Regions from separate parts of the Mus musculus genome. Here all the other regions are linked to region 1. Evidence: chromatin contacts called from public HiChIP or PLAC-seq, Micro-C and promoter capture Hi-C data. All regions are on one chromosome and are shown on one strand. The core of a region is the stretch at or near the end of the contact, and the rest is flanking DNA. Distances in the headings are between cores, read along the strand shown.

Region 1 (4,809 bases), core at 1,571-4,070:
CCCAATACTCCTTAAATGAGAAACTCATTTCTATGGGTCTTGGATCTGTTCTCAAGCAGCTACCTGGCCTCAGGAGGGGCTGTGTCATCCTTGCTAACTAATGAACAAACCAAACACTGCCTAACACACAGCGTGACCCAGTCCATGCAGACCAGTAGTCCACACAAGGGTTTGCCACGTGCTCAGGAATCTCAGGCTATTGGACTTCCTAAATTAGACAAAGATCGGTGTGGAGGGTTCCATGCCTGGAAACTAGGGGCATGGGTCATGAGCAACAAAGACATCAGAGATGTGTCACCTTTCACAATGGAATCAATAGGCATTCTGGAAGATATCAGTTGGTCTTCACAAAGTCCAGGAAGCCAGGAGTGGCTGTTACCACCTTACTGATGAAAGGGGTTCTGGGTCTAGACATTGTGTCTGGCCCTGAATTAGCAACCAAAGACTGTTCTTCTTCAATGCTCTCCCTCCTGCCCTTAATCCCAAGACATCGCCCTGAAAGATCCAGCCACAAAGTATAGAAGCCAAGGGACTTGCAGCATGCTGTATGTCTTCATGGTCTAAACCCTAAAGTCCGGGACACTGCAGGGGGCAGGAGTGGTTCTATGGTGGGAAATGTAGATGGGGAAGGGACACAGATCCCATAAAGCAAGGACCTCCCACACTGGGCTGGAGCTCCAGGTGCTTCTACTGTTAGGGAACAGAAGTAGAGAAATCAACCAGTCAGACTTAGGGATAGAACAGGACACCATAGAGGCTACAGACCCTTCCCCCCAAAGATTCCTAGATAATGCTGCCAGCCTGGGCATCCACACCCAGCCCTGTGGACACAGGATTTCATCCTGTCTGTGTCCCAGGAGTCACCTCAGACCAGGACCTGGCTGGATGTCTACAGCCAGCCAAAGTAGAAATGTTTGGACCCCAAGAGGGCAAGGAGGTGGTGGCTACAGCAAAAGGACCATTAGGGACACATGGACTCTTCCTTGGATTAAAGAAAAGCACAGGACCCTGGGCAAGGGAGAATCAAATTCATCTTTCTGGAGGGGGGTAGGGGCTGACACTACAGGCTGCTTCCCTTGGACAGCCTTATTGGTGAAACCTTTGCCTTGGAGAATTTCAGGACTATCCACTGGAACACACACATACACACACACACACTACTCATAGGTTGTGATGACCCCCAGGACATCATTCTGCAGGCATCCAGTAATTTCCTTCTATGGACCTTTCCTTGTCCCCAAACCTATTCACATATCACATGCAGAATACTCCCAGGCCCACTCATGGGACACATATCCTACCAAGGCCAGGACAAGTGGGCACCTCGATAGAGACTTTTCCTGAACATGGGTCTCACTCCCATCCCCAAATGATGCTTCTCATACAAAATGGCCGAGTCTTAGTGCTCCTCCTCTGTCCCTGGTTCTACTGGAATAGGAGAGCCAGCGTCCTTGCATTGGGAGGTTATGCATACTAACATAAACACACACACACACACACACACACACACACACTCATGTATGCGTGAAACAGGTTCGACTCTTTCTGGCTCTGCCCCAGAAGGAGTCCCAGACTTGGGGACAGGAGCAGCCCCTTCCAGGCCCAAAGCTGGCAGTACTGGGGGATAATAGTCTCTCAAGGATCTAAAGCCCAGAATGTGTAGCGAGATCATCAGCAGGTACAAAGGGACTACTTAGAGTGTAGAGAACAGGAGAGTGGGCCTCCGGAGATGAGTACAGGCAACTGCCCTCAGCCAGGGCTGAGGTGATGGGATGTTATGTCCCCTCCCCATTTCTGCAACCCGGAAGCTCAGAGAGGTAGCAAGAGGTTAGGAGGATGACTGAGATGAGGCCAATCTTCTGCATTGCCCCTACTTGGATGTCGGAGAGAACCCACGGGGATGCAGAGGGGCGAATGAGTTCAGACCTAGAGCTGAGCCGCCCTCCCTCCTAGGCGGCCCTTTGTTCCGCGCTGCGGGCCGTGGGGAGGGGCCTCTCGGGCTGAGGGGGGCTGGGGCGCCAGTACATCCCGTCCTGCGGGGGAAGGGCTGGTACAACCCAGCCTGGCGGCCGTAACCCTCCCCCTCCCCAAATAAAACAGTCCCTGACTACAGAATGATCTCCAAAGTCACTCTCCAATCCCTATCCTTTGCTTTAACCCGAGACTGCAATGCCACGACCCAAACCCCACGCCCACGACGCGAACCAGGCGCGCGCGCGGACACGCACACCAGGGCCCCTCAGTCCACCGCAGCTGCGCCTGCTATCAACCCGCGGCCCGGCCAGGGTTTCGCCAGGCCCACCGCTCACCACATCGCGGGCCACTTACACGTAGGCGTGGTAGATGAACGCCCAGCCGCGGGGCCGCTCTAGCACGTTGTAGAGGAAATTCTGCAGCTTGCGGTAGAAGGCGTTGCGCTTCGGGGGCTTCCCGGCTCCCGCGCCGCCCGTCCGCGGCTTGCTCAAAACGCTGCCGCGCTTGGGGGCCTCGGAGCCCGCGATGAGTAGCGCGCCGTCGCGTGTGGAGTCGGGCGCGCCGGGGTCCAGCCCCACGAAGCCCACCTTGAGCTTCTTTTCCCCGCTGGTGCCGGGGTACACGCCACCGTTGCGCGACTTCTGCACCATGGTGCCTGCGGCGCCCTATCGGGCGCGGGCTCAGCGGGGGCGGCGCGCGGGGGGTGGCGCGGGCCCCAGCCCAGGCCTCCGGTCCGGCAGCCGCATGGCGAGGCGGCTGCGGCTCTGCGTTCCTACCTGGCCCGGCCGCGCGCGGGGACGCTGCGGCCACCCGGCTCCGCGCGCGCCTCGGTGCCTGGCCGGCTTCCGCGAGGGCTCCTCCCGCCGCCCCGCCCCGCCCGCCTTAACCCCTACGACGCCATTGTAGTGGCAGGCAGGGAGAGCTGGTCCAGGTGTACTGCCTCACAGGACAACCCTTCCTGCTCTCCTAGCCCGGTAATCCTTGAGGGGGAGTCCAGCCCTGCCGTCACCGCTGAGAGGGCAAAGCACCAGAGTTGACCTGGAGTCGGCAAGTGGACACCTTTGGAAGGATCCTGGCCATTGTCAAGTTCGGTGTTAAAGATTCAGCCCACAAGGATCTTGGCTCTTAGCATCAAGAGGGCCAGACATGAGGAAGGCCCAGCACTTCCTCTGGGTGTGCAGGGAAATTTGTACAGGCTCTCTAAGGGTAACCAGAGCAGTGCCTAGAGCAGAATCCTTGCCCACCTCCAGGCTTACTGAGCCAACTGTACATGGTTATGGAGGAGGCACCAGCCTGGCCCACCCAGTCAGAAGAGGCCTTAGGTACAAGGTGTTTGTGGGTGGGGTGGGGGGAGGGAAGTGCTGCCCACTCCTTGCACGGGCTGGCTTTACCATCACCTCTGGGTCATCTTCCATTCAAGTCTCTGTAAAAGAACTGTAAGTTTTATAAGTCAGGTTGGAGAGATAGCTCAGTAGTTAAGAGCACTGACTGTTCTTTGAAAAGACCTGGGTTTGGTTCCCAGTACCCACATGACATTAGGAACTTAACTCCAATACCAGAGAATGCAAAGACCTCTTGTGGCCTTCTTGAGCACTGAAAGCTTGTGGTACTCATACATACACGCAGGCAAAACATACCCACTAAACATAACGTAAAAATAAACAAATCTCAAAATAGTATTTTTAAAATAACTAAATAAGTGATTACAGATCGTAGATGGCAACTGGGAAGAGCCTAGCTCATTCTATCCACCCTCCTGGGACAATCAGAGCCCAAACCGGGCAGTGGTGCTGCAAACCTTTAATCCTAGCACTTGGGAGGCAGAGGCAGGCAGACCTCTGTGAGATTGAGGCCAGCCAAGTCTACAGAGAGAGTCCCAGGACAGCCAGAACACACAGAAATTTTGTCTGGGGATGGGGTGAGTCAGAGCCCTGAGGGATAAAAGGTTCTGGTTCCCTAGGAAGGAAATGTGTTCCAAGAGGAGGCACTGAAAGGAAGGCAAAGGTCAAGGTTCTCTAGAGTTCCATAACACCAACAGATACAAACTTACTCATCTTCTCTTTTGGGGGGAAAATGGGGACACACCCTTGAAGTCGTTATGAGCCCACAAACTTTCTGGTACTGTAGAGTATGACACACACACACACAACACTGGGAAAGTTCATGGGAGAGTAAAGTTGGTGTAGAGATCTCTGCATTCCCAAGAGCTCTGCTCTCTACCTATGTTATTTGTACCAACAGCTTTACCACATTTCAGAAGGTTCTAGAAAGTGATTCCTTCGTTGTGGCTTACGGCTCCCTCCTTCCTCTGCTTAAGATGTCTTCCCAGGAAGCTGGCTCATTAATCATTTATGGGTTTTTTTTTTAATACCACGTCTTGCACACCTGTGGGCCATGCACTGTCAGCAGCTTGGTTACCAGCATTCAGCTGGCCTCCCGAAGATCCAGGAAAGTGGGTCGTGTACACTCAGGCAAGCAAGCAACAGGAATTTCATTTTACTTAAAAGTAGATAGGGAAAGCTTACAGGCTCAGGCCATATTTGCCAAGACTGCATTAACAAGATTCCAGAGAGAGGTGGTGGAAAAAATTCAGATGCATATGATAGCCCAGCTCCAGCTGGGGAGAGCTCTGGTCCAGGCTGAAGCGCTTGCAGCCCACATCAGAATCACCCTTCAGCCGGGCGCTGTCCCTTCAGCACCTCCTTGACAGCCCGCCTGGAGATCAGCCTGTTCCTCTCTCCATGACGATGGCTCCCTGCTCAGCTATTGCTGAACAACATGATGTTGCTCATCGTGCTCAACAGGCAGAGATGTTGGACCATCAAAACACAAGAT
Region 2 (4,809 bases), core at 1,021-3,520, 860 kb before region 1:
AGGCAGCAGTGGGCAAGTAGCTGGAATACACACTTTGAACGGGACCATAGAGCCTAGAGGTGAGCCTCCTTCCAGGCATGCAGTAAAAGAGACAATAAACAGCTCAAAAGCCCTGTGCAGACAACCAGCAGTGACTCTGTCTATTGCTAGAAAATACTCCTGAGAGCCCAAAGTAGGATCAAGGACAAAAAGCTTCTTGTCAGCCTATTCCACAGAGCAGGAGACTGAGGCTGTAAGAGATCCATTAGCTGTTCAAGGTCACAGAGCTACCGGATGGAGGATGGCTGGTCTGCACTCACTGTGACAGCCTTCAGGAGGCCAGCCACTGTTGTCTCTCCTACCCACAGACTGGGAGCTGGGGTAGACCGTCCTCCTGTTGAAGGCCTGTGACCACACAAGGATAACAACTCTCAGGATGAAGTGGGGCAGAACTAGGAAGACGGATGGCTGGAAGAGCTAGGACGGCGTGGGTACCAAAGGGAGCCTCAACCACAAATGTTTCAGCTTGCTCTTCAAGGGGGTCCAGCTAACTAACACTCTGGGACAAACTGACCCCTTGTCCCCACTGTATCCCTCTATGTCCTGTGGAGAAGCATGACCTGGCCCTACCTGTAGGCTGAGGTGGTAGCCACAGAAAGTTGAGGTCCTTTGGCCACAGATATGTGATGCAGGGTCAGAAGTCAGACAGCTTTTCCCATCACAGACCTGCCTAGGGCTTCCCACACCTGGGAGCCAGCCACCTGGCAGGAGCTCGGATATATAGCAGTGGGGCCTGCCCAGAAGGGACCTCAGTGTCCAGACTTAGCTCCCGCTGTCACTCGTTAGGTGAAGGCTGAGAATGCAAGAGGGAGCTGAGCAGGCTGAGACCCACATGGTGCTGGTAGCTACGGCCATCTGGGAAGTAAGCATAGCCAGGGAATGGGGGAGTAGTGAGGAATAAGAGCTGTCCTGGGCTAGGATGAAGGATCCTAGGATCCAGGCAGGGGAGGCAGAACAGTTACATGTTGCAGACCCTGAGTCCAGCAGGTGTGGGACAGAGGGCAGGGAGGTGGTCAGGTGTATAAGGCCGAGTAGAGATGAGACCAGGTAGGTAAGACCCTGGCCCACAAGCTGAGTTGGGCACACAGCCTGTAAAAAGTGTTTGTGAGTCTCTGTGTAGGGTAGCCAGGGGAGGGATGTGTCTAGAGTCAATTAGACCAAGGGAACTCCGAAATCCATATTCAGGGGACTTTCAAGGTAAAGAGCTGACCCCATATCCAGGAGCTGACAGCTTTAGTGGGACTTTCAAGGTAAAGAGCTGACCCCATATCCAGAAGTTGACAGTTTTAGTGGGACTATCCCTTCCCTCTGGAGGCTGACCAGCTTCAGTTAATCCCAAACTCATCTCCTGTATTCTGGACTGATGCTGCCACATCACCTCAGTCCCAGTCAAGGACAGACGGGACTGCGAGCCTCTCTGACTCTTGCACGCTGCGGTGATGGGCCCTCAAGTACCAGAATGAAGGATCCCTGGACCACCCTGGCTCCTGCATTATGGGCTGAAGAACCCTCTTCCCTAATTACCCGACACCTTGATCTTGGGCTGGTCATCTTGACCCTGTGTCCTGGGCTGACCATTCCGGTTCACCCAGACCTCTGAGTGTTAAGTTGATGGGTACCAGGTGACCATACCTGTGTGCGGGGTGAATGGACCCACCTCATCCCAACCATGTCCAGGTCTGCCGAGCTTGTGGCTTACCCGAACCCATAGGTCAACTACCCCACAACCTGGGAGGAGGGACCTGGCTCACCACCACCGGTGCCCCGGGCTGCCAAGGCCATAGGTCACACAGCCGGAGTGCTGGTTAGGCCTCTAGGCCACCACCCTGACCCCAGCGTGCAGCCGCCCCCGTCCAGCCCACTCACCTTTGGCGCTGCCCGTCCAGGCCAAGGCCGGCGGGCGCCGTCGTGGGGCTGAGCAGGCCCTGGGGCGCGGGCCTGGCTGGCAGCCCCGGGAGGCCTCCAGGTGGAGCGGGCGGCGGCGCGGGCGCCTCGCGGGCCTCGGTGGGCGGTGGCGGCGGCGGCGCTGGCTTCTCGCCTCCGGGACCCAGGCTCGGGGGCCGTCCGTCCAGGGAGATGTTGTTGAGAAAGAAGAGGGCGGCCTGACGGCGCCGGGAGTCCCCGCGCCTCCGCGGCACGGCCGGCGGGTTCCGGGCGGCCGGCGCGGGCCTGGAGGGGCCGGGGGCCGGACCCGGGGCTCCTCCCGCCGCAGCCGCGGCCATGCTCGAGTGCGCCGCCGCGCCGCGCCGCCGCGCAGCTGCCCATTGGCCGCGGCGCGCTTGCATGCAAATACCACCCCGTCACTCCCGCCCATTGGCCGCGGCGCGCCCATATGTAAATATAGTTCCGCGGTTCCTGTCTATTGGTTGCGGCGCGCCTGTATGCAAATACCACCCCGTCGCTCCCGCCCATTGGCCGCGGCGCGCCCATATGCAAATATAGTTCCGCGGTCCCTGTCCATTGGTTGCGGCGCGCCTGCATGCAAATGAGGCTCCTCTGAGCCCTTCGATCGGCTAGCGATATGTGGCTTGCCCCGGCGCTCCCCTGAGTCCTAGAGTCTTCTGTCTGTTGTAGGTTTGGCGTGGCTAAACACGGCAAGGTCGGTAGGTGCACGGAACCTGTGTCCTGTTCTCCCGTCCAGGACTCGGTGTACAGGGCACCCTTCAGCGAATGTTCATTATGGGCTGCAGACTCAGGGTGCGGGCCTGTTGTGGTCACTTGCTCCGGGGTGTTCCCTCAGCCCTGGGGTTCTTCTGGGCAGGTATCCATCCATGTTCCACCAGAGCCTGTAACTTCCGGGCTGTGCCGCCTGGCCTCCTCACTGACTGCTGAAGACACCCGTCTATGGTCTGAGGGCAGCTGACATCTCAGTTGCCTCATGGACGTGGTCTTGAGTCTGCATGATACTGGAGTTTCAGTTTCCTTCGTGGAGGATGTCCAGGACTCGAGTATACAAACCCTTCTGGCTCAGTACCGTGTGTGTATGTCGGCCCTTCCCTGTACAGAGTCTTCACCCTACCATCACCTGCTCTTTCCAGCTCCCAACCTATGTGGACTTCTTATCTTTCTTTTGTTTTGTTTTTCAAGTCAGGGTTTCTCTGTATAGTGTAGACCAGCCTGGCCTCGAACTCAGAAATCTGCCTGCCTCTACCTCCCAAGTGCTGGGATTAAAGGCATGCGTCACCACTGCCCGGCGACTTCTTGTCTTTAAAGTGTTTGATGGATCATTGAAGAAACACAAAGGAAAATCTCCCCAATGTTCTTTTTGGTCTATGGTCACTGCCTGCTCTGGTCCTGTGGCTGCTTAAAATGGGTGCTGGAGTGGAGTTGGTTGAGGGAGAGAGATCCCTGGGAAGTGGCTTCTTTCCTTGGGAGAAGCCATCGGTAGTGTTACCTATAGGAGTTCATACTGCCAGTTCCTTCCCTGCTTTTAAGGCTCAGGCAGGCTGATTCTGTCAGACACCCCCCTCTATCCATGGCATCTCCCTGTCATCCCTGAACAAGTAGGCTTACCCTTACTCTGTTCTGACCCCCCTCTTCTCCACTGCCTTTTCCTAGCTACCCTGCCAGGAACCAGTGACAAGGTGGACAGTTTTCCTGTCTAGTAGAACGCAGGGCTTGGTCCATTGAGTGGTGGGCACTCCCAGAGAGAGTAATTTCTGTCAGGGGGTCATGGTGTCTGCTGACCTGGGGTGGTGTCCTTCACACTCAGGCTGCTTACCTTTCTGAGTTTTGGTCTCTGGTAGTATGAGGTGCTAGCTGTATGACTAAGCTGCTTTGGGATGGGTAATTGATCGTGGCTAACAGAAGCCACTGTCTGACAGGGATGACAAGGAGGTGTGCTCCTGGCAGGGTACCATGAGTGTGGACATAGCCCTAGAGCTAGACCCCAATATTGGCAGACAAACCTGTGAGGTGATTGAGGGACATTTAAACAGGAACTTGGCCTCTTCCTGGGTGTGGTACTGTGGGTTTTTTTCCCTCACAGACCAAACCTGACCAGGAGGTCAAAGTGGATAAAACATACAGCTTGTGTTTTATTCAAATTTGAAAAAGCTGAAGAATCTTGTAACTGATTGAACACACACACACACACACACACACACACACACACACACACACACACCTGGCTGTCCCTTGGAATTTTGTCCTTCGGGCCTCTCAGGTGTGCTCAGTAGAGAATGGTACTCTGTTAAGCCCAGGCCTCACCCAGTCCCAGTGACAGTTTCTCCAGTTCTGGAAGTTTCAGGCTCTTACAATTATACCCACAGTTCCCTTTTATGCTGTAGTCCTTCTACCTGGTTTGGCCAGCTCCAGCCTTCCTCACTCAGTTATGGTCAAGTGAGTTCTCCTTGGCTTTCACCCTGACCTTTTGGCACATATTTAGATGCTTATAAGAGCATGCTAGGAACTTTGCCTGCTTGGCACACTTCTATTCAACCCTCAAAACCCAAATCTAAGCTTCAGGTGCCACCTTCCTTGACCTCCCCAAGGCAGCTTCTTTCTCCCTTATTTCCCCACACTGGACCCTGACTGGTGCTTTGCCAACAGTGCCTGTTTTTGCCCTGGAAATGGCAGCTCTTAAACTTCATACACAGGTATTTCCCTAAGTTTCTTCAATACCATCAGGATCTAGTGGTTCAGGGCTGATTCTTAATTCTTAGTCTTGGTTGCATCTGCCAAGACTCCACAAGGGGGCGCCTGAGACCGCGCTGACTGAAGCGTCCTTCCTAGCCTGGAAAAGTCTGGGACCTCCATCTCCTCTGGAGG
Region 3 (4,809 bases), core at 680-3,179, 750 kb before region 1:
TCTTGAGAGCTTTGTGTTTGTGGGTACAAGGACAAGCTGGCTTTAAGGAATTCACTTGCTAAGCCCCAATGCCAGTGGGCTTGTGGGGAGAACTATTGGTTAGAACCCATGACAAGGGTGCTCTAACTCCTGCTCCTGGGTGGAGGACAGGACTGGCTTGTCCAGGCTTTGTGGCTGGCCCCTGCTGAGGTATAAAATGCATGAAACTCCTGTCCCTGAGAACTCACTGGGTGGAGCAGAGGATCTTGGTTGGCTTTGCTTCATTGTGGGTAACTAAAGAGTCCCCAGATATAGGTAAGTCTCTGTATGAACCCCACACACCAGTGGGAAAATGTCTCTGTATGTTTGTCTGAGCTGACCCATAGTGATTGCAAGACTCATCCAATCTCAAGTTGAACACCCCACGATTCTAGCTAAAACCTCCAGCTCCACCATGCCCTGTCCTTGCTATGTAGCTCCTGATGGCTTGATATTCACCGTAGCCCAGGCTTGCTTCATACTCCCCAACTCCACCACCTGAATGTTGGGGTTATGAGCTTGTGCTTCCATGCCTAACCACACATAATCACAATATCCAGGGGACCTAGGGTAGCATGGTAGCCCCAGCTGAGCTTCTCCTTGCTCCTGTGAGGACAGATTAGCCAGTACAGAGAGGACACTTCTCTGAGTACAGGAGGAAGGAGGTTTTCTAGTGGATTCTAAAACAGCAGCAAGTCTTTGGATGCCCATGCACTGCACAGGGACACTCATGCCTTCTGAGGAGCTTGAAGCTTCCACCCATAGTCCCAGAGTCGTCTCAATGGCCTGTACTTGACAGTAGCAGGGTGGTAGAGACTCGCTCAATGTCACTTTGCTCAAAGGGGATAGTTGGCCAATCCCAGGCTGCTGGACTCAGGAATCCCAGCCCAGTGGGGCCATGTTCCCAAGCCGTGTTTCTTATACAACCCAGGTGGGAACAAAATGGAGCCATCGCCAAGTGTACTTGTGGATATGGGGGTCTCCAAGCCACACACCCTTGATGCCAAGGTTCTGGAGGAGACAGGACAACTGAGTTGGCCTTCTCTGTTGCCCAAGGTGACCTGCAATTCTCATGACCTGGGGTTGGCTTAGGATCCCCAGGAAAACCAGTGGCTCTGTTGCCACCTGACCCAACCCCACTTCTGAGCAAAAAGGTATCACTCTGGAGACACTGAGGCCCTGGCCCACATGGGCCTTTAGGGGACTAAGGCCAGGGAGCCACCCATCTCCCTCCCTGGGCCCTGTTCCCTGGAGTAACTCCAGTCTCCCCAGGGCACTCAGGAATGAGTTGGTGTCGCCTCAGAGAGAGGCCAGTGCCCACTGGGTAGGAGGCACCTCTGTACTGGGCCTTGCTAAAAATAGCAGGGGGATTCGGACAGGGACAGCCGGTAGCAGGCTCGTAAGGGAGGGGCTGGGAGGGGGACGGGGCAACCCAGGACCGCTGTCAATGGTGCCGGGGCTCCCACCCTGTTCCCTGCTGCCTGGCCAGCCTCGGCCCAGCTGACATGCTATTTTTTCCCCTGCTTGACTAAATATGGTCAGGGCGCACAGCCCGAGGGGGGCCACTTGGCCGGGCCGCGTGTTTGGGATGTTTGGCGGGGTATATAAGAACTACCAAGGTGAGGTCGCTCCTGATCCAAGGGCCCCTTGCCCCACCAGCGTTGGGTCAGGCCATCCCGTCTCTGCCCTCCCCTCCCCCTGCATGCATGAATCTTGGTCTGTGGGGCTGCGTGCGTGTGTGAGCGTGCATACCCGCGGGGCCTTTCTCTTTTTCCCTTTTGTTCTGCTCTGACCTCTACCTGGTACCGACAGGGCTGAGGGTGCAGGAGCTTCCTGCAGCTTCGGCCGGGCAAGGTGTGCAGCTGGGCTCTGTCTCCTTAACTCTGCATCAGCGCTCTCTCTCTCTCTCTCTCTCTCTCTCTCTCTCTCTCTCTCTCTCTCTCTCTCTCTCTCTCTCTCTCTCTTACCCTCCCCTCCCCTTTCTCTCCCCCCCTTCCTCCTTCTCTCTCAAGATTTCCCTGCTGCTAAGTCTGCGCTGCTGCAGGAGGGCTGGGGGAAGGGCAGGGGTGCGGAGTCGGGGTGTCTTCTTTCTCTCTCTCTCTCTGCCCCCCCCTCCCCACCAAGTGCGGACGCAATGGGAGCTCCGGCCCGCCCCCACCCCTGCATTTGCGATTGGCTCCGGGAGGAGGTGGCTACCGCTGCTGCCGCTGCTGCAGCATCTCCCGGGGAGCCGCGACCCTGCGCCCGCCGCCACGGCTGCCGCGGTCACCAGCCCAGCCCGAGGGGCGCCCAGGGCTCCCTGGTGAGTCCCTCTCAGCTGGCTGCTTCAGCTGCCCACCAGCTAGGAAAGCCCCTGAAAACTTATCGGCAGTGGTGGGGGTGTGCCCTCCGGTGAGGTGGGTGCTGTGGGTGCTGGTGCCGCGTGGCTTCAAGGGGGCGCCTGGAGTTTCTCCCAGCATCATCTACATTTGGAAAACTGCAGAGCCAGCAGCCAGCAGGGCTGGGAGGGTTGGGAGGGCGCGTCCAACCGGGATGCAGAACTTTGACATACGGCTTTTTGCAAGAAAGCAGCGCCCCTGGATGCTTGGTGGAGGGCAGGGTGGATGGCGTCCGCTGTTCTAGGGGGTTGGCACGGGAGCTGAGGAAATAGATTAACCAGTTGAGGGCAACACCAGAGATTGTGGCTAAACTTACCTTGGAACTTGCCACAAAGCCTTTGAGTGCTTGCGGGTGGGGGATTTCTGAGGAGCGCTGACAAGGCCGTCCATGGGCTGGGACTCTGGATTTCTGAAGCTCTCCCAGCCCTGCCAGGATCAGAAGTGTGCTGTGTCAGGCATCCAGGGGCTGGAGCTGGGGCTGGGGCTAGGGCTGAACTAGTGTTCATAGTGTGTGTGTGTGAGGGGGGGGGGGGCTCAGGATAAGGCCCCACCCCAGATGCCAGAGGGGTCTACTTGGAGGTGACTGACACCACTTTCCTGTCAAGGTGGGAAACTTTTTGAGAAGTGACTCTCATTCATTCCTGAATGAGCAGCTCCTGAAGATGTGGGCTCAGACTGAATCAATCTCTGCTCTTCAGGTCCCCCCAACTTTCTGTTTGACATACAGACGCTATCATGAACACCTGGGAGTTGGGACAGAGGGCAGAGAGGCATTTGTTCTTAGAGTTCTCAGGGAGCCTAAGTGGGAGCTCAGTCACACCAGGGGTACCTCCAGAAGCTGGAAGCTGAGGCTGATGGACTGGCTGCCCTTTTTATCCTTGGCTATGTGGAAATGAAATTTTAACAGCAACCACATGGGAAATGGGCACAGTTTCTGTCCCTCGCTCATTCCTGCTGCACAAGCTTCTCTCAGTATCCTAATCCTCTTTCCACCCTGCCTAGCTACAGCTGCCACAACCAGGGGACCTCTACATGCTGCAGGCTCTGCAGAGACAGGGCCCTCCCAGGAATGGGAGAGTCTGGATGCTCTCTGGGGTGTTTCCACACAGGGACAGGGCTGGTCAGGTCATGCCAGAGACAGACATTGTCCTGCTGACACGGAAGAACTGAATGTTCTTTCAGGAGCTGGGACTGCCCTGCAGCCCCACACCAGGTCCAAGCCCAGCCAGACCCTCTGTGCCTGCACCACCTCTCCTGCAGTGGGTGTCTCCAGCTCTTTCTGTAGGTAGCCGCCTGCAGGGACACCTGTTCCAGGGTTCCAGCACTTTACCTGCAGGCTCACCTTGGGTGATGGTGAGTCCCCAGGCATGTGAGTCTCTTCCTCCTTTTCTCCCTCCTCCTCTTCCTCCCCCCCCCTCCAGACCACTGCTTTCTTCTTCCCCTTCTTTCTCTCAGTCTGAGGATAGCCTCCCTTTTGCTGCTGAGGCTCTGACCTGGAAGTCCTGCCCATCTTTCTGTTTTTCACATTCCTTTCTTCCTCACTCTGGGTGTAGAAGTTGGTAGGGCAGAAGGGAGCCTCCACTTCACTTGCGGCGAGATCTCAAAAATCAAGAGGAGAGACAAAATATAACTAAGTTTCCCAAGCATTTCCCTTGAACTTTTTTTTTTTCAAATTAGCCTATAGTTTTTTTTTTTTGTTGTTTTTTTTTTTTCAGAAGTTGGTACAGCAAACAGGCGGACAGCCCCTTTGTGTAGCTACAAACTACTATTGATCAGGGACTGATGGATCAGGAACTAGGTGAGGGACAGGGCCCTTCAGAAATAGCCTCCAGATTTCCATGGGAGCGGTTCCTTACGACCATCTTACATGGTTATGCTGCATAGCAGGGGATGGCGTTGGAGACTGTAGGTCACCAGGAGGACAGAGGGTACAGAAGCGAGAAGAGGGAAGGGGACCAAAGAAGGAGGTAGCTGGAATAGAAACTCCCTCATTGGCTTGGCATCAACTCTCAGGCCAGACTGAGCCCCAAAGAGCTGGCCAAGGAGTAGGTCACCTCTTAGTAGCCCCTAGACACTGTGAATTCAAGATCACTATCTTTCTTCTTCACTTCAAAGAAAGAGGCACTGAGACCTTCTCTCGGGGACTCTCATTTTGGGAAACAATTCATCAGGGTCCTGCCAGGGGAGCCATCGCCTGTCCAGGTAAGCCCTTTGATTCATTTCTGGAGACTCACAAAACTGCTTGTTTTCATCTGTCCTCAGGGAGCTGGGCTGTTCAAGTCCCCAGGAAAAGGATGTGACTGGTTCTTAGTCTGGGGTACGGGTCCCTGATGGCTCGTGGGTGGAGCTGCTCCTGAATTCTGTCTCCTTACCCCACCCTCACTGTCCTTGGTGGTGACAAGGTGGGCAGGAA
Region 4 (4,809 bases), core at 1,504-4,003, 680 kb before region 1:
ATGGACACTGAATCCCACGTGCCACATCTCTGTCCCTTTTGTCAAAGGTTAGGAAGGTGCAGACAGCTCCCAGAGCTGCCAGCTGTATCACAAGCAGAGGGCCAGCTACCATTTCAGTCAAGGCCCAACGAAGCTGACTGAGAGGTGAAGGCGATGAATGTTAACTGCCTTCAGCGTCGTTATAAAGATACTTGGCAAAAACTCCCATTCTCCTCACGCATCCGACACCACATTCAAGACCCCGTACAAGGACAAGAGAGGGGAAAACTCGACTCATTTATGGAATTCCCCACATCACCCACCACCTTAACTCATGACTAATCTTCCTCCACTACGTTTACATGACTCTAGGCTTCTGGCTGATGCGTGTTACTCAAGAAACATGAATTCTCTCTGCAATAAACGTTCTCCCAATTCCTTTAGTCTGGTGTCTGAACTTTTTCTTGGCTGCTAACGGGAACCTGGATATACACTGCATAGAGATCTCAGTCCAGTCAATCTCTGGGACTTCCTGGTCTTTAGTCACAGGAAATACCAAGAACCTTGAGGAGCCAGGCACAGTCTGAGAAAATGAGGGTCTCCAGACCCCCAGGTATCATGAGGCCCCCAGAGGGCCTGGGTATGTGACTTGGCTTCTGAGGGCAGGACAAGGCCTGTGCCTTGCATTAATACCTGGATGTTTACTCTAGAATCATCTTTAGATCGTGTCTGATGAGGAAGGTTAATTCCTGTTTGAGCTTGAGGCTGGCTTAAAGTTCAGGCCCCTCAGCAGGCAGCACTATTTGTCTAGAACTTAATATCACAGTGTTACTTTTTAATCTATTTTTCTGGTGACCGCTCTACAGTAATCAACCCTGGTTACTGTCTTTAAAACAAACTTACCCTTTTCATAAAACACACCAGATGTTTAAAGGAAAAATATTGTACCAATATTGGTTTCAGGGATGTACCCAAAATTAAGTGTTGGAAGCACGGTGTCCAAGCCTGCTCCTGACATTTGGAGCACTTCCACGAGTCCCCTTTAGTGAGAAGTTCTACTCACACGTCCTGAAGCAGAGGACTCACAATCTCTCAAATTTGTGTTCAGCCTGCTTTCTCTGGCTTCAGGTCTTGAGGTCCATGTACCTAAGGGAGATGTTGAGAGAGAGAGAGAGAGAGAGAGAGAGAGACTAGTAAAGCCGTGTATACCTCATGGTGCCTGGCTGTCTATTCTTCCTGATGTCTTCTCTGAGCAGAGGCAGCCTCAGGTATGGAGGTCAACACCTGGGGCAGTGGAAGTGAAGCTCAGCTTTTTTTGGAGCAGAGACTCACATGTTGACAAGTAGACCCTAGACCCTGAAGTCATCACCAGAGGTTCCCAGGATAGAACATGAGTAGGTTCCGGCCACACCCACTCCGGGAAGACATGCTGATAAATAACAAGTCAGGCTGGAAGAACTAAGCTCAGCAGCCAGTCTCTTCTCTAGACATAAAGGAAGAGCCCTGCCTTAGCTCCCGAGGCTGCATGGAGGGTCTGTCCCCAGGCACCCTGTGACTAGTGATGTCCTCATGAGCTGACAGCAGGGTCCACACTAACTTTACTTTTGTGTAGCCCAAGCTGATCACAGACTCTGATTCCTTCTGCCTTTACTTCCCCTGTCCAGATTATAAACTCTGGATGCCTTGGAGAGTTGGGGAAGGTTATTTTGTTTCTATTGTTTTGCTTTGGTTGTTGTTCTTGGTTTTGTTTTGTTTTATTTTTATTTTTAAATCCAGACAGGATTTTATTAGGTAGCCCAGTGTGGCTCTCCCACTAAAGATTCTCCTGCATCAGCCCCATGTATGTATAGGATTATCGGTGAACATCGCCACACCTGGCTCACATGTATTTTCAATTAAATGTAATACACCCCAAAGGGAGACATATATGGAGAGTTTCTGCCATCGGCTGTTGATTGTCAGTGGTATGATGTTAATGGCTAGTGGCTGTCGGCTGTTACTTGGCTAAATTCAGACCAGCTACTGTTTTCCATTTCCTTCAGTGATGTGTTGGAATCATAAAATTAAAAAAAAAAAGAAAAATAAAAAATAAAAAAGGTTGTTTGCTTGATTTTCTGAGACTGGGTTTCTTTTGTAGCCCAGGCTGGCCTAGAACTATGAAAGTGGGACCCTTCTTCTGCCCCAGCCTTCCGAATACCCACAGGCTTACAAGCAGTAGCCATCACACTCGTATGGCTAATTATCTTAGTTTTACAGATGCGAAAACTGGCCCAGAGGGGTTCAGAAATATGTTCAAGGTCGCACAGCAGAGAACGCCTCAATTTGAAGGTGACTGGTATATTCTCTCTCCATCTCAGGTCAAGAGTACCCGGAACTGGAACCCTGTGGGCTCCTCCGGTGAGGGTGTGGTTTGGCCCAGCGCCCCGTTGCACTGAACTCACTGGTTGACCTGAGCAGAGAGTGGAGAGATCCCTTTGCCGGGCTGGAGCTGTACCCCACGCCTGAGGGGATCGCTACTCGCGCCCTCCAACGCCTCGGTTCCACGCTTGAGCAGGTGGCATCTACGACGCAGTGAGACTTGAGCCATATTTTCCTAGCCTGCAACCTCCAGAGTGTCCCCCAACAGAAAGAAATCACCGCGTGCAAAGCACTAGCTAAGTCCCGCTCTCTGTGCTGTCCCTGACCCGCCCAAGTTCCGCCCCTCCGCTCGGCCCCGCCCCGGCGCGCCCTCGCTACTGTCACCTCTGGCCCCGGCCCGCCCGAGCCTCGCTGCCATTGGTGGCGGTGGTGAGGCCACTACCCCCATCCCTGCGGGAGCGGCTTGGGCGATGAATGAAGCGGGAGTGGGCTGCGCGCGTAGTCCAGAGCGCAGGGCGCAGCGCGGCAGCCGGGTTCGTGGGAAGGTGAGTGCTCTGGGATCTGGACTGCTTTGAGGTCTCGGACCAGGATGGGGACAGGGTCTGGCTCCGTACTAGATGCCTCCTAGGTATGCCAGACTCCGACCTGCTGACGTCAGGAGCGCGGCAGGTGTTTGCGGAGGCTGGACTAAAGCGCGGCGGAGCCCCGGGTGCGTTGTCTGAAGACACATCCCGGGGAACCAATGCGGGGACAGAGTGGGCTCAAGGGAGCCGGATGCAGAATTCACCCCTTCTCACTGCACATGAGGGAAGCTGCAAGTCTGCAGTGGGGTGGGGGAAGGCAGAGCCGCTGCGCTAGAGCGAGAGGGAAGATGGGAGTGGACTTGGGGCGCAGGAAAGCGTGAGGGGGGGGGGGGGACCGCTAGAGCTGTCGGCCCAGGTTAAAGGTTTGCTAGTATACGCAGGTGCGAGCCTCTGCGGGTCTGTTCAGCGACAGATCCAGTGGCTGTGGTGGTTGTTGCTAAGACCGAGGGAAACGTGGAGCACGGAAGTTGCTCACTAGTGGCGGGCTTTGTCCCTACGAGGAGCGCGGATGCCCGGGTCCCTGAGGCCCGGTACCTTCACGCAGCTCTCCGATGCCCCCGGACGCGTGTGTACGCCAACGAGAGTTCGGGTCGCTTTGCTGCCTGATTGGCACGCTTAGCTCCAAACCCGGGAACTCAAGGCAGGGTACCTCCTTCACAGGAGAGGTGAGCATCTGTAGGAAAAATGAGATAGAGACACATAGTCGCACCTTATAGCTTGGGGCCCCAGGCGCAGTGGCTTGAGTTTAGCGTGATGAGGATTGCTGGCCTCCCCCAGACATGGCCTTGGGGTGTTTCTGTCCCAAGGTGTTGAAACTGCCCATTTGTGATGGAACTATCCCAACTTCAGGGCAGTGTTTTTTGTTTGTTTGTTTGTTTTGTTTTGTTTTGTTTTGTAGTTTAGTAAACCAAGGTAGCTGTCTAGTCAGCTGTTGTTAAAGCAGCTTGGGGCAGGTGGACGGCAGGGAAGAGAACACCTGGTGTTTAGCCGAATTATTTATAAATCTTAGCTGTGGTAATGGGGACAGCAGGCGCTGTTTGCTGAGCCTGGCATTTGCTGGCTTGGAGAGGGCTTTGGATAAGAGCAGTCCCAGGCAGCATTTTAAAGTCCCCTTGCACAGAGGAGCAGCCTGGGGCACCGGGATGTTTGGCTTGCCTAGAAATGACACAGGGGAGACCGGAGGTTTGTATCATTTGCCAGCCATTCTCTCTTCAAGAAGAGAGGAAAGCCAGGTCAGAGAACCAGCAGTTACCAGGACAGGACTATGCTGGTGGCCAAAGGTACCTACCTGTTGGCTGTGATGAGGTGCAAGACTTGCCTTGCCTGCCCACTAGGAAAGACCAACAGGTACTACCTGGATAAATTCTTCCTGGATGATCTAATTGTAGCTCATTGGGTGTGGTCCCCAAAGCAGATGCTGGACAAGCCCCAACCAGAACCTTCCCCAATACTGCAGAGGGGCCAGGCAGGCAAGACGGAGGCTTGTGACTGGGTGAAGAGAGGGGCAGGGCCTGGGCCAGGACCAGCAGCATAAAGACTTGTAAATGGGCCCAGCAGGAGAGCTACCGAGTAACTGTTTTGCAGCAGTTTGGACTCTGTCTATGCCTTGCTTCCAGACACTCAGATTTTCTCAGTTCACTGACATATGGGGCCTGTTGTTGTGAGTCCTCTTTCTGTTACAGAAGTCTTCTGACTTAACCTGCTTCCCAGGTGGGTGCTGTTGTGTTTTATGAATTCATACCATTGTGATCTCCTAAAGTGGAACAGGTCGAGTTCCCAGCCTGAAGGTCCTCTGCAGGACGGAGCATTTGAGACATAGAAAGGTCACTGCCCACTCTGGTGCTCCTGGACACCCCTGCTTCCTCTTGAGTTATACTCAGTGCTCCCT
Region 5 (4,809 bases), core at 1,186-3,685, 560 kb after region 1:
AGATTCTGTGGTGCCAGCTCTGGACCCTCACTGCAGCATAGGATCCTGGCAGATCTAAGAAGGAGGTTGGAATTCTGACTGAGGGCCTGTGATGCTGGCCCACCTTATAACCTGTGCACCCACCTCAGGGCGTGGTCAGAGTCCTGCCCCAGCCTTCTCCCCCAAGCCTGATTACTTACACCATGTGGAGAATCCCTAGTCAGAGACAGGGCTACTGCAGCCGGGCCTTCCATAGAAGGTTCTAAGACACCCCTATCTGTTCAGTCCCTGAGAAGCCGGAAACTTGGGTTCCTCTTTCTTGATTTCCGGCTCCTGGCCCCTCCCAAGGGGACTGGAGCTACAAGTGGGTATGGAGGGTATCAGATATTTTGATTACTCCCTTCCTCTAGGGAGCTGGGTAGAGATGCTACCCAGATGACTGCAGGGTGCTAGGCCTGAAGCACCGAATCCCTGACCAGGACTCAGAACAAGACCCCTGGAAGTGTGAGAAATGGGGTGTGCACTGATGAGAGGTGTGTACTCGGGGAACAGCTGCCTCAGACACCCCACTCTCACCCCGCTTTCCATCCATCTCCCTAGGATACAGAAGCTGGTGTTGGCATTGTAGGAGGATACACTGCTTAGCTGGAGCCTTGGGCTCTTCAGTGGAATTTCCTATGGTTTATCATTCTTGATGTTGGACCATACCTTCATAGGGGTTCTAGGAATCTCTTAGGCTACTGAAAACTGATTCAAATTCCAGTTTCCCCCGACAACATCCAATCAGCACCTTGGAGGCAGTTTTGAATGCTTCCTCTCTCCTCGGCCTGTGCCCACTTCTGTCCAGGTGGAAGCCATCCACGCTTTAAGCCTCTGCTTTGTCTACCTTCCTCTCATCAGCCTGGGGCACACATTTTCTCAGTGAAATTTACCCTCCTGTAGCCCTTCATTCAGAAGAGGCCTTTTAGTCCTCTTTCTGTCTGATCTCTGTATACTGGGCAGCTTCACCACCTGAGGCTTTCTGAGATGGTGGGTTCTCAAGTCTCCAAGCAAGCGAATCAGGACACACAAGTAGCTTGGGTTGTACTTTCCAGCAGTTGAGTTTCTAGGGAAAAGGGGTGGGGTAGCCTGAGGTCTCCATGCTGTTCAAAATCATCCCTCACCTGTCACCCTGTAGAGACCATTCCTCATGGGGTCCATCTCCAGTCAGCCGACTGGACATGGGGTCTGTACGCTGGGTGCCCTGCCCCTTTTTCTAGCTCCTTGCACCCATCAAAGGTCAGTTGGGACCACCCATGTCGTCCAGGGTGCTCTTCACTACTGCCTCCTTTCTGGGCAAGGAGAGCCTAGAGTCTGAATCAGGGTTGTCCTGCTCCACATGCCTATTGGAGGGTTCCTTTCCTCCCCAAGCCTCCCAGGTATTGGCCTCCCAAGTCTATGCTAAGAGGCCAGATTCAGCAAATCTGGTCTCTGGGGATAGAAGCTCTCTGGTGAATGGCTGTCAGTGTTGCTCTACAGAAGCAAAAAGAATGCCCAAGCCCACCCAGACCAAAAAAATTCCAGGAAAAAAGTCATAACCTTTGGGAGGAGGACTGACCGGATCCGTTCTCACTTCCATCCAACACTGTCATTGTCCTACCTATACCTCCATGGCAGGGCCGGCCTCTCACCATGGCGAACCCAGCTGCCCAAGCCCACCTGTGGAATGGTAGGCCCCCACCCAGTTCCTGCTTTTTTGCAGGTGGGGTTGTCTGGAAGGCTGGTCTCCCCTTCACGGTCCCTCTTGCTGTCTCTGGCGCCCCCACCCCTTTCTTAAGGAATTCGCCATGGCGCCCAACTCACCAGCGACCTAAAGGCAGATGGGGGCGGGAGGGCCAGGTTCGGACTGGGCCCCACCCTGGCTGCCGAAGGGGCGTGCTCTAAAGCAGTAGGGATTTAAGTCAGACAGCAAGACGTACTCCCGGGCACGAGGTAGAAAGGCTCACGGAGTCCCCGCTCAGATGGGGCCGAGGATGCAGCATTCACCCTTATGGCTCACCGGGCCAACTGCTAGCGGACCCAACTCGAAGGGTGGGTAAGGTGGCAGGTCGGGAGTCTCGTCTGGCCCCTCCCCACCAAGCTAGCGGGCAGGAGACGCGGAAACCTGGGTTCTTCCGGCCCCCACCTTTGAGCAATCACTTCTCAACGCTCTGAGCTGAAGAAAAAGGGGAACCTTGCTGCGGCTCTCCCTCCCCCACGCGCAAGGGGTGGGTCTGGTCCTACTGCGACCTAGATCCACGTGGACCGGTCACTGAAGTCCGGGAACAGAGCCGGCATCTATATCGCCAGGGCCCGTCCACGGTCCGGCGCAGCACTCACCGCCGCGTCCCCGAGTCACGCCGCCCGCGCGCTCCGAAGTCCTGCTGGTCGCCGGGGAGGGGGCGCAGTGCGCAGGCGCCTCCGCGGTACTTCCCCAAAGAGAGGGGCCGGGACTTCCTCGAGCCCCAGCGCTTGCTCGCCCGCAGTGCCCCGCCCCGCGGCGGCTCCTGTGCCCCACCCGCGGCTGGCGTGTCGTCCCGCGGTAGCGTGGCATGGTGACCCTGAGGGGTGAGTCGTACAGAGAGTGGATTGAGCCGGCGCTCCATTCTTGTTAGCTGGGTTTTCCCAACCTTTATGTTGAACACCAGAGCTGAGCCCTGTGTGCTACTTGGCTCGCCAGGATTAGAAGAGGCCTGTGGGAAGGACTGGCCTGTGGTACTGCCCCGTCTGGTCCGACTCTTCGCCTTTCTGAGGCTAGTCTGTAACGTAGCATTAAGAGTCTGTCACTCTGCATTCGAACTTTGCCCGAAAGGGAGGTTCAGGGACTGCAGCGTAAAGCAAGTTCTTACATCAAATCACCCCGAATGTTTCTGGGGCCTGGTTGAGTCCCTTCTGAACTCTCAAACTGCTCCAAGATAGCCTTTACCACAAATGGCCTTGCTCTTTGGTCAACTCTTCAGATCCTTTGTCATTGGGTATAAAATTGAGTTAGTTCATTATCCCAGCATGCTTTGGGCCAGTGTTCATAGTGGTCCGTTGGGGCTCGTGGTTCCAGCACAGGACACACAGTCACACAAGTTGTTAATGCTCACATACTACATCATACATATTAAGTCAGGGATGCAAAGGAGATCCTTCACATGAGTTCTTCAGGCAGTGGGGCAGAGGCAGACTAACTGAACTGACTGCAGTGGACTAGAATGGGAGACAGGCAAGAAAGGGATGGGGTGAAAGGTGAGGAGACAGGATGTTGCCATGATGCTGAGGGGTCCAGGATGAAGAGAGAACAATGGGTGAGAGACTCCCAGGCTCTGAGGGGGGCTTTATGAGTTGACCACAGAACCCTTTGGCTGCCACGCTGGCGGCTTCCTAAGTAAGGTAGAGGCTAAGCACATCTGAACAGGAAGTTACTTTAGTTTAGATAATATTCCTAAGGTAGACACAGGTCAGAACATGGAGGCCCAGTAGACATGGATGAGTACCTGATGGAGGCCACAAACCAAACCTGATTCTGCAGTGTTTGGTGTGGGCATGACCGTGGGTAGAAGTCAGTATGCTTTCCTCTTAATTCCTTTTACCTGCCTGTCTACCTGTTCTCTGCCACCTTACATCTGCTTACCACACAATTAGCATCTTTCCCTAAGCACAGAGAATGCCTCTAAACCCAGGAAGGAGAGCAGGAGCACTGAACACGCGATGCCAGCGGGAATTGAACTGGAGCCCAATAAACTCTGCTTGAGAGCAGTGCCCCTAGGTCCTCACAAGCCCCACCTGATGGTGCGTGGGGCACAGGTTTTGTATTCCTGCAAGATTTCCTTCAGACAGAGGGATCCTATGCCGGCTTTCCTAGCTGCCTCTGTACACCTAGTCCCTCACTGGTATACAGATCCAGAGGTGCTCTTAAGTTGGTCTGACATTTGGTGTGGCGCTCCTGTGTCATTGGAGTGCTTTGTCTTTGTTCTCAGCCCTGTTCTGAAGTGCTTATGTGGGTTACTCGCTGTGTGGGACACTGACTGCAATGACCTTAGGCATATTCCAGTAACCCTCAGGAAGAAATGCACGGTCAGAAGGGGTGAAACAGTGGTATGACTTTACAAAGTAGATGAAAATTTTCACTTAGCAAATCTCTAAGAGACAAAATTCTGGGGTTTAGAGCTTGGCCAGAGGAGCCCAGCATTGGCTATCATGTGGTCTAATTGACGGTCATTAGAGATCTACATCTGTGTGTGAGAGGAACCATCTTTGCTGGATGAAGAGACTGTCTCCTTTTCCCTGTCCATACCTGTGTACAAACCTACCATTTCCCTGCTTCTGTGGTCTTTCCCACTGTCAGAAATCTCCTCCCCTCCTCCTGAGAGCTCCTGTTGATTTGTGAATGCTGCAGTCTGGGCTTGGATCAAGGCCTAGAGCAGCAGCAGGACAGAGAGTGAGAAGGGTCATGTGCAGCGGGAGAAGACCAGCTGAGGAAACAGAGCCCTGGGAACTGGTCACCAGCAAGTAAGAGCCTTCTGGACCACAGTTTTGATCTCTTCCTCCCTCCTGTTCTCTGTTTCATGCAGAGCTAGTGGGAGCCCCCATGCAGGAGCAGACAATTGTCTATCTCTCTGCAGCTTCCACCTCTGTGCAGCCTGATGGAGAGGGGCTGGAAAGGAGGACAAGTACTGGGAGCCAAGAGGCCAAGAGGCCACAGGTTCTGCAAAGAACCAGTGCTGTGGAGAGGAGGAAGATGAGCAGCCCAGAAATGAGGGGCTTTTTCAGAGTCCAGTGGTCAGAATGGGATGGGTAGCTTCCTTCCTGTGTCTGGTGGATGAG
Region 6 (4,809 bases), core at 970-3,469, 550 kb before region 1:
GATGGAAATAATTACCTAGGTCCTTTAATCACACCAACTTACCATAAACAAGAAGATAGAGGGGGTGGAGCTAAGCTATGTTATTCAGGACACAGGTGTCCTACTTAGCTGCAATCCCAGTAGGAAAAGACTGGGCCTGAGCTGGAAACTCAAGGGTCCTATCTGATGGCTGCTTAGTTCTAGGCTCCCTACTTCCAATGCTCCACAGCCCATAGGAGAGGACAGCGTAGCTGTTCTTAGTGTTCAGATGGTGTCCAGAGGATGACCCATTACCATCAGGTGAACACAGCAGAACAGGATCCACAGCAGGCTGACTCCAAAGTAGAGCTTGTCCTCTAGAGTCCTGGGTCTCCTGTATGTGCTAAGGGAACAAAATGGGGCCAGTCATGCTGTGGGAAATTTTACCACTTCAGTGATGCAGTCTGCAAAGAGACAATGTGACCAAAGGCAGATGGATGGCATCTGACCAGAGCCTTTACAAATGCTCCTCCCATTGAATCCAGTTCTTGTGACCAAGAGAGAAATGTTCCTTTGGGAATGGAGATAGGCTCCTTCTAGTTAACAGTGACCACCTCCTTCCAGAGACAACATCAGATCCTCAGACAAGCAATGCCATTTAGGAGGCTGGAGATGCACCTCAGTTGGTAGGGTTCTTCCCTGGCATGTATGAAGCCCTGGGTTCAATCCCCAGGATATATACCAGCAGATATCTGCTACCCTAGCACTTAGGAGGTAGAGGAATGGGGACTGAAGTTCAAGGTAATCTTTGGCCACAGAATGAGTTTGAGGCCAACCTGGGATACATAAGACCTTGAATAAGAAATAACAGTTGGTTGAGACCTAGACATGGTCTGGGGAATAGTTCACACTGGTCAAAGTAAACTAGACTGGTGTATAAACTATTAGGCTTGTATATTCATTAAATGAAGGAGAGCATTTCTATGGCCTTTATTTCTCACCTGAGCCCAGTCTGAACCCTTCACACTAGGATCAAGAATCCCAGCACTTGTATCTATCTTGTATAAAAGACTTAAGCAGCAGGAGTCGCAACAAATGAGAAAGGACTTGACCAGTTGGCTAGTAGATATATATCATTGTCTACTTTGTATCTGGGAAGTAAGGAGTCTTGCTACAAAGCTGATTATATCCTGGCCACCTGGAACCACCTGAAGACCTCACGGAGAAGACAAATCTGGGCAAACTTCACCAGCCATTTCTACAGAAAGTTGGTGGTGTGCCACACAGACACCTGCTCCAGACCAAAGAAATCCTTCTATCAGGTTTGAAGGAACCTCTCAGCTCCCAACAGGTGTGAATTCACTTTGAAGCTACGGGATCACACACATGATCATGGGCTAATGGTTTCTCTACAGCTCCTTGTTAGAGAGTGATAATCACAGGAGCGCTACAAAACGAACAAGCACAGCTTCCTCTTAATTCATGCTTTTGGACTAGAGAGCCTACATGTTCATGAAAATAAGAAGTTAGCGTGGGATAGTAGGCGGGGTCTTAGCTGCTGACCTTGATGCTCAGCTACTTCCTACTACCTAACAGAGAGTTCTGCAGAGACCTGCTGTGGCTTCGTGGAGAGAAAGAATGAAGTCATCCTTCTCTCCTAAACCATCCAACCTGTCTATAGGCATCAAGTCTATATTGCCAGTCACGCGTTCTGAAGTAACAGACGGATGTTTGCAAATGTCATGGCTGGTAGGATGTGGTCTGAGTACAGAGATCGCACAAACCAGAGAGGACCAGCTAGGATAGATGAGGTTGAGGGTTACATAGGGAAGCTCCCTGAAGAAGGACGCACTCCAAATTGAAGGAGTATCCTACCTGGTAGGGGTGAGACTAAGGTGGACCGGAACCAGAAGCAGTCAGCAGCAGAGTCTACCATGCCTTAGATATTCAGAGAATAACCAGGATATTATCAATCAGCTCCTGGGCACTTAATATGTGGCAGCTCTTAGGTTGGGAACTTGCTTTATGACATGTCCCAGATGGTAGATTATGCTTCACCCAGCCGTACAGTAACTAAGCCAAGTTCTGCATGCCAACCAAGCAGAGGCAAGGGCACCGCCCCTGTGAGATCATAACTCCCAGCTGCATCATATCCACATGATAGCAGTGACCCCACACCCCCTTATGAAGCTTTATTGGGCCACACCTCCCCTGTGGCATTGTGGGAACTTTTCCACCAGCTACGCTTTCACAGTGGGAAAGCTGAAGCCTGGCCACAGACTGCTGTCTGGCTCTGAGCTCTGAGCTGTCCCAGACAATGAGACAGGTCAGAGCCAGCACCCTCCATGGTTCCCTGCTGTGAGCATTGTCTGGTTACAGGCCTGAATGAGGGGCAAGTGGAGTGTCAGGACTGGATTCAAGGCTTGTGGCAGCCAGCAAGTGATCCTTATCAAGACCCAAGAGTTCAGAGCTACAGTGGCCCCATAGCACAAAGGAGAACAAAGGTTCTCAACATCTTAGTCTGAGAGGCATCAGTCAGAAAAGGGATTCTGATGCCTGGCAATGGCTGAGGAATGGGTAAGTAATGAAACCTGGATGGGTGGCAGGGTAGGACCCATGGCACAGCTGACTGGGGTGACTCAGGCCCAGAAGCAACCATGTTCTTAAGGCTGCTGTGCCCAGCCCTTGGCCCTATCCAATCCCATGTAGAGCTACTAACACCTGCCTGAAATTCTGACAGTCTGAGTTAATCATCCAACCACTTCTGGAGTGGATCCACTGTAGGGACAGAATGGAGGTACAGGTAGGTAGCAAGGCCGACAGGACCTGGATTTCTGTCTTCTGATGCCAAGGAAGCACTTAATTCTGGGACTGTCGTGCACTCAGGTCAGGGCTACTGAAAGATATACAGAGCTTCACTCCTACAAAATGTGATTGTTGGGCTTTAAATTTTTAAATTATTTATGGTGTGTGTGTGCAAGTGTGCATATACCATGGAATACATATAGAGGTTAGAATACAACTTTTTTTTTTTTTTTTACTTATTTTATTTATATGACTATGCTGTAGCTATCTTCAGACACACCAGAAGAGGGCATCAGAACCCATTACAGATGATTGTGAGCCACCATGTGGTTGCTGGGAATTGAACTCAGGACTTCTGGTAGAGCAGTCAGTGCTCTTAACCGCTGAGCCATGTCTCCAGCTCTAGAGTACAACTCCTAAGAATTGCTCCTCTCCTGCCAGCTCTAGGATCCAGGGGTGGAGTTCCAGTTATGGGCTGTGCACAAGGATCTCTATTAGATGGGCCATCTCACTAGCCCATGGGATGTTGTTGTTGTTATTGTTGTTGCTGCTGTTGTTGTTTAAACTATTTTTCTTAAACAGTTTTAGTGAGATGTAATTTACATATTGTACAATTTATCTCTGGCAAGGAGAGACACACCTTCACTTCTAGCTGAGTTCTTTTCCAAATTACCTAACCAGGTGAAGCCCAGATTTTTGGGCCGTGTGTGTCATGCTATGCAGACTTGGCTGACTCAGAACTCCTGCCTCTCTCTCCCGAGAGCTAGAATTACAGGAGTGTGTCACCACGCCCATCTGGTGCATTTTTAAAGCATAAGGTTTGTTCCCTCGCCTTCTCCGGACAGAGCCGTAGGCAGTAAAAGGTTCAACCACCAGGAGTCGCTGCTGCACCGGAAGCCAGTCTTCGCTGCGCCTGCGCGGACGCGGGCACGCGGCGTTCTCCAGCCCGGCGAGTGCGCGCCCTCCACACCAAGTGCGCCTGCGCGGAGCCTGTAGTATTTTCCCCCTTCTCGCGCCGGGCGCTCGTCAATCGCCGGCGGCCATGGGGGAGGCCGAGGTGGGCGGCACGGGCGCCCCAGGCGACAAGGGCCCAGGCGAGGCAGCCCCGAGCCCTGCTGAGGAGACGGTGGTGTGGAGCCCTGAGGTGGAAGTGTGCCTCTTCCACGCCATGCTGGGCCACAAGCCTGTCGGTGAGCGCCGCGCCGCGCACCGGCGTGGGGGTGGGGCGGGATAAACCGTCGGGCGGGCTGGCGGAGCCTGCGACCTCCCACGGGACGTGGCCTCCCACTCTGGGGTGCCCTACTAGTCTAAGAGCCTATGACTTTCCTGCCCGAGAAGCCCTCTCCCTGGGGACACTCCTGACTTCCCTGCCCTTGAGACACTCCTACCCCAGGGAACGCCTCCATTCCCCCCCACCCCCCCACCTCTGCAGCCCCCTGTCCTTGGACCCGCCTACTATACACACCCTAGCCCCTGGAACACCCACCTGCCTTGTGGCACCTCTCTTCCCCTTTGACATGTGACTCCTGCAACACTTGCACCTGCGGGTTTGCCCACTCCTGCCCCTCCTTCTTCACCCATGTCCTACGCACAGAGGTGCTGTCCTAACCCTCAACCCACTGTCCTACCTCTCAGGGGTGAATCGGCACTTCCACATGATTTGTATCCGAGACAAGTTCAGCCAGAATATTGGGCGCCAGGTTCCATCCAAGGTGATCTGGGACCATCTGAGCACTATGTACGACATGCAGGCACTGGTGAGTTGGATCCTGGCCTGCCCATTTACGGGCTGACCGTGGAGTCAAGTCCCAGATCCTGTCAGCTGTGGTACAGGACAGAACCCTCTTCTCACTTGGGGTTTGGTATGCAGAGCAGAGGTGATCTCAAAGGATGAGGCTCCTTCCTCAGAAAAGCTTAAGTCCTGTTGTGAAAAGCACAGACTAGCGATGATCTCTGACTACTTTTTCAGGGCACCTACCTACTTTAGATTGGGTGGCACAAAAATCGTCGAGGTGATAGTTGAGGTCTGAGATGACAAAGAAGCCT

The links. Promoter capture Hi-C pulls out the DNA fragments that hold promoters and counts their contacts. Hi-C and Micro-C count contacts between places; a contact is called where the count stands out from the background. HiChIP or PLAC-seq counts read pairs in DNA pulled down with a chosen protein or histone mark.
Region 2: a promoter capture Hi-C map of liver shows a contact between it and region 1, with 3 times the contacts expected there. The contact joins the promoter of Cables2 here to the promoter of Kcnq2 in region 1. A contact is called at or near these places in 5 of 39 promoter capture datasets (the 3T3-L1 cell line, embryonic stem cells, liver and 1 more), 1 of 484 Hi-C or Micro-C datasets (embryonic stem cells), 2 of 115 datasets of contacts at active chromatin or transcription factors (embryonic stem cells and large pre-B cells) and 1 of 9 other capture datasets (embryonic stem cells).
Region 3: a contact with region 1 is called in a promoter capture Hi-C map of stem cell-derived epiblast-like cells, with 6 times the contacts expected there. The contact joins the promoter of B230312C02Rik here to the promoter of Kcnq2 in region 1. A contact is called at or near these places in 11 of 39 promoter capture datasets (the 3T3-L1 cell line, the C10 cell line, HPC-7-derived erythroid cells and 6 more).
Region 4: a Micro-C map of embryonic stem cells shows a contact between it and region 1, with 5 times the contacts expected there. The contact joins the promoter of Slco4a1 here to the promoter of Kcnq2 in region 1. A contact is called at or near these places in 2 of 39 promoter capture datasets (the 3T3-L1 cell line and liver), 1 of 484 Hi-C or Micro-C datasets (embryonic stem cells), 2 of 115 datasets of contacts at active chromatin or transcription factors (bone marrow-derived macrophages and embryonic stem cells) and 1 of 9 other capture datasets (embryonic stem cells).
Region 5: an H3K27ac HiChIP or PLAC-seq map of embryonic stem cells shows a contact between it and region 1, with 2.8 times the contacts expected there. The contact joins the promoter of Rgs19 here to the promoter of Kcnq2 in region 1. A contact is called at or near these places in 1 of 39 promoter capture datasets (liver), 3 of 115 datasets of contacts at active chromatin or transcription factors (embryonic forebrain, embryonic stem cells and fetal liver) and 2 of 9 other capture datasets (adipose tissue and embryonic stem cells).
Region 6: a contact with region 1 is called in a promoter capture Hi-C map of liver, with 2.8 times the contacts expected there. The contact joins the promoter of Mrgbp here to the promoter of Kcnq2 in region 1. A contact is called at or near these places in 10 of 39 promoter capture datasets (the 3T3-L1 cell line, cranial neural crest, embryonic stem cells and 4 more), 1 of 115 datasets of contacts at active chromatin or transcription factors (stem cell-derived neural progenitor cells) and 1 of 9 other capture datasets (embryonic stem cells).

The regions. Positions count from the first base shown.
Region 1 is chr2:181,132,469-181,137,277 of GRCm38.p6, forward strand. Kcnq2 (potassium voltage-gated channel, subfamily Q, member 2) reads right to left here and starts at 2,821. Exons shown (of 17, transcript NM_010611.3): 1 at 2,329-2,821. The coding sequence starts at 2,624.
Region 2 is chr2:180,271,195-180,276,003 of GRCm38.p6, forward strand. Cables2 (CDK5 and Abl enzyme substrate 2) reads right to left here and starts at 2,271. Exons shown (of 10, transcript NM_145851.2): 1 at 1,906-2,271. The coding sequence starts at 2,261. It also overlaps a transcript of Rbbp8nl not described here.
Region 3 is chr2:180,383,956-180,388,764 of GRCm38.p6, forward strand. B230312C02Rik (RIKEN cDNA B230312C02 gene) reads right to left here and starts at 1,930. Exons shown (of 7, transcript NR_040745.1): 1 at 1,818-1,930. It overlaps Mir1a-1hg (Mir1a-1 and Mir133a-2 host gene), which reads left to right and starts at 1,649. Exons shown (of 4, transcript NR_045331.1): 1 at 1,649-2,320; 2 at 3,579-3,749; 3 at 4,512-4,598.
Region 4 is chr2:180,453,492-180,458,300 of GRCm38.p6, forward strand. It overlaps Slco4a1 (solute carrier organic anion transporter family, member 4a1), which reads left to right and starts at 2,754. Exons shown (of 12, transcript NM_001355218.1): 1 at 2,754-2,882.
Region 5 is chr2:181,691,542-181,696,350 of GRCm38.p6, forward strand. Rgs19 (regulator of G-protein signaling 19) reads right to left here and starts at 2,436. Exons shown (of 6, transcript NM_026446.4): 1 at 2,338-2,436; 2 at 1-54.
Region 6 is chr2:180,579,003-180,583,811 of GRCm38.p6, forward strand. It overlaps Mrgbp (MRG/MORF4L binding protein), which reads left to right and starts at 2,220. Exons shown (of 6, transcript NM_028479.2): 1 at 2,220-2,535; 2 at 3,609-3,953; 3 at 4,399-4,520. The coding sequence starts at 3,806. Gm30144 (a long non-coding RNA gene) reads right to left here and starts at 2,866. Exons shown (of 5, transcript XR_001783605.2): 1 at 1,834-2,866; 2 at 274-361.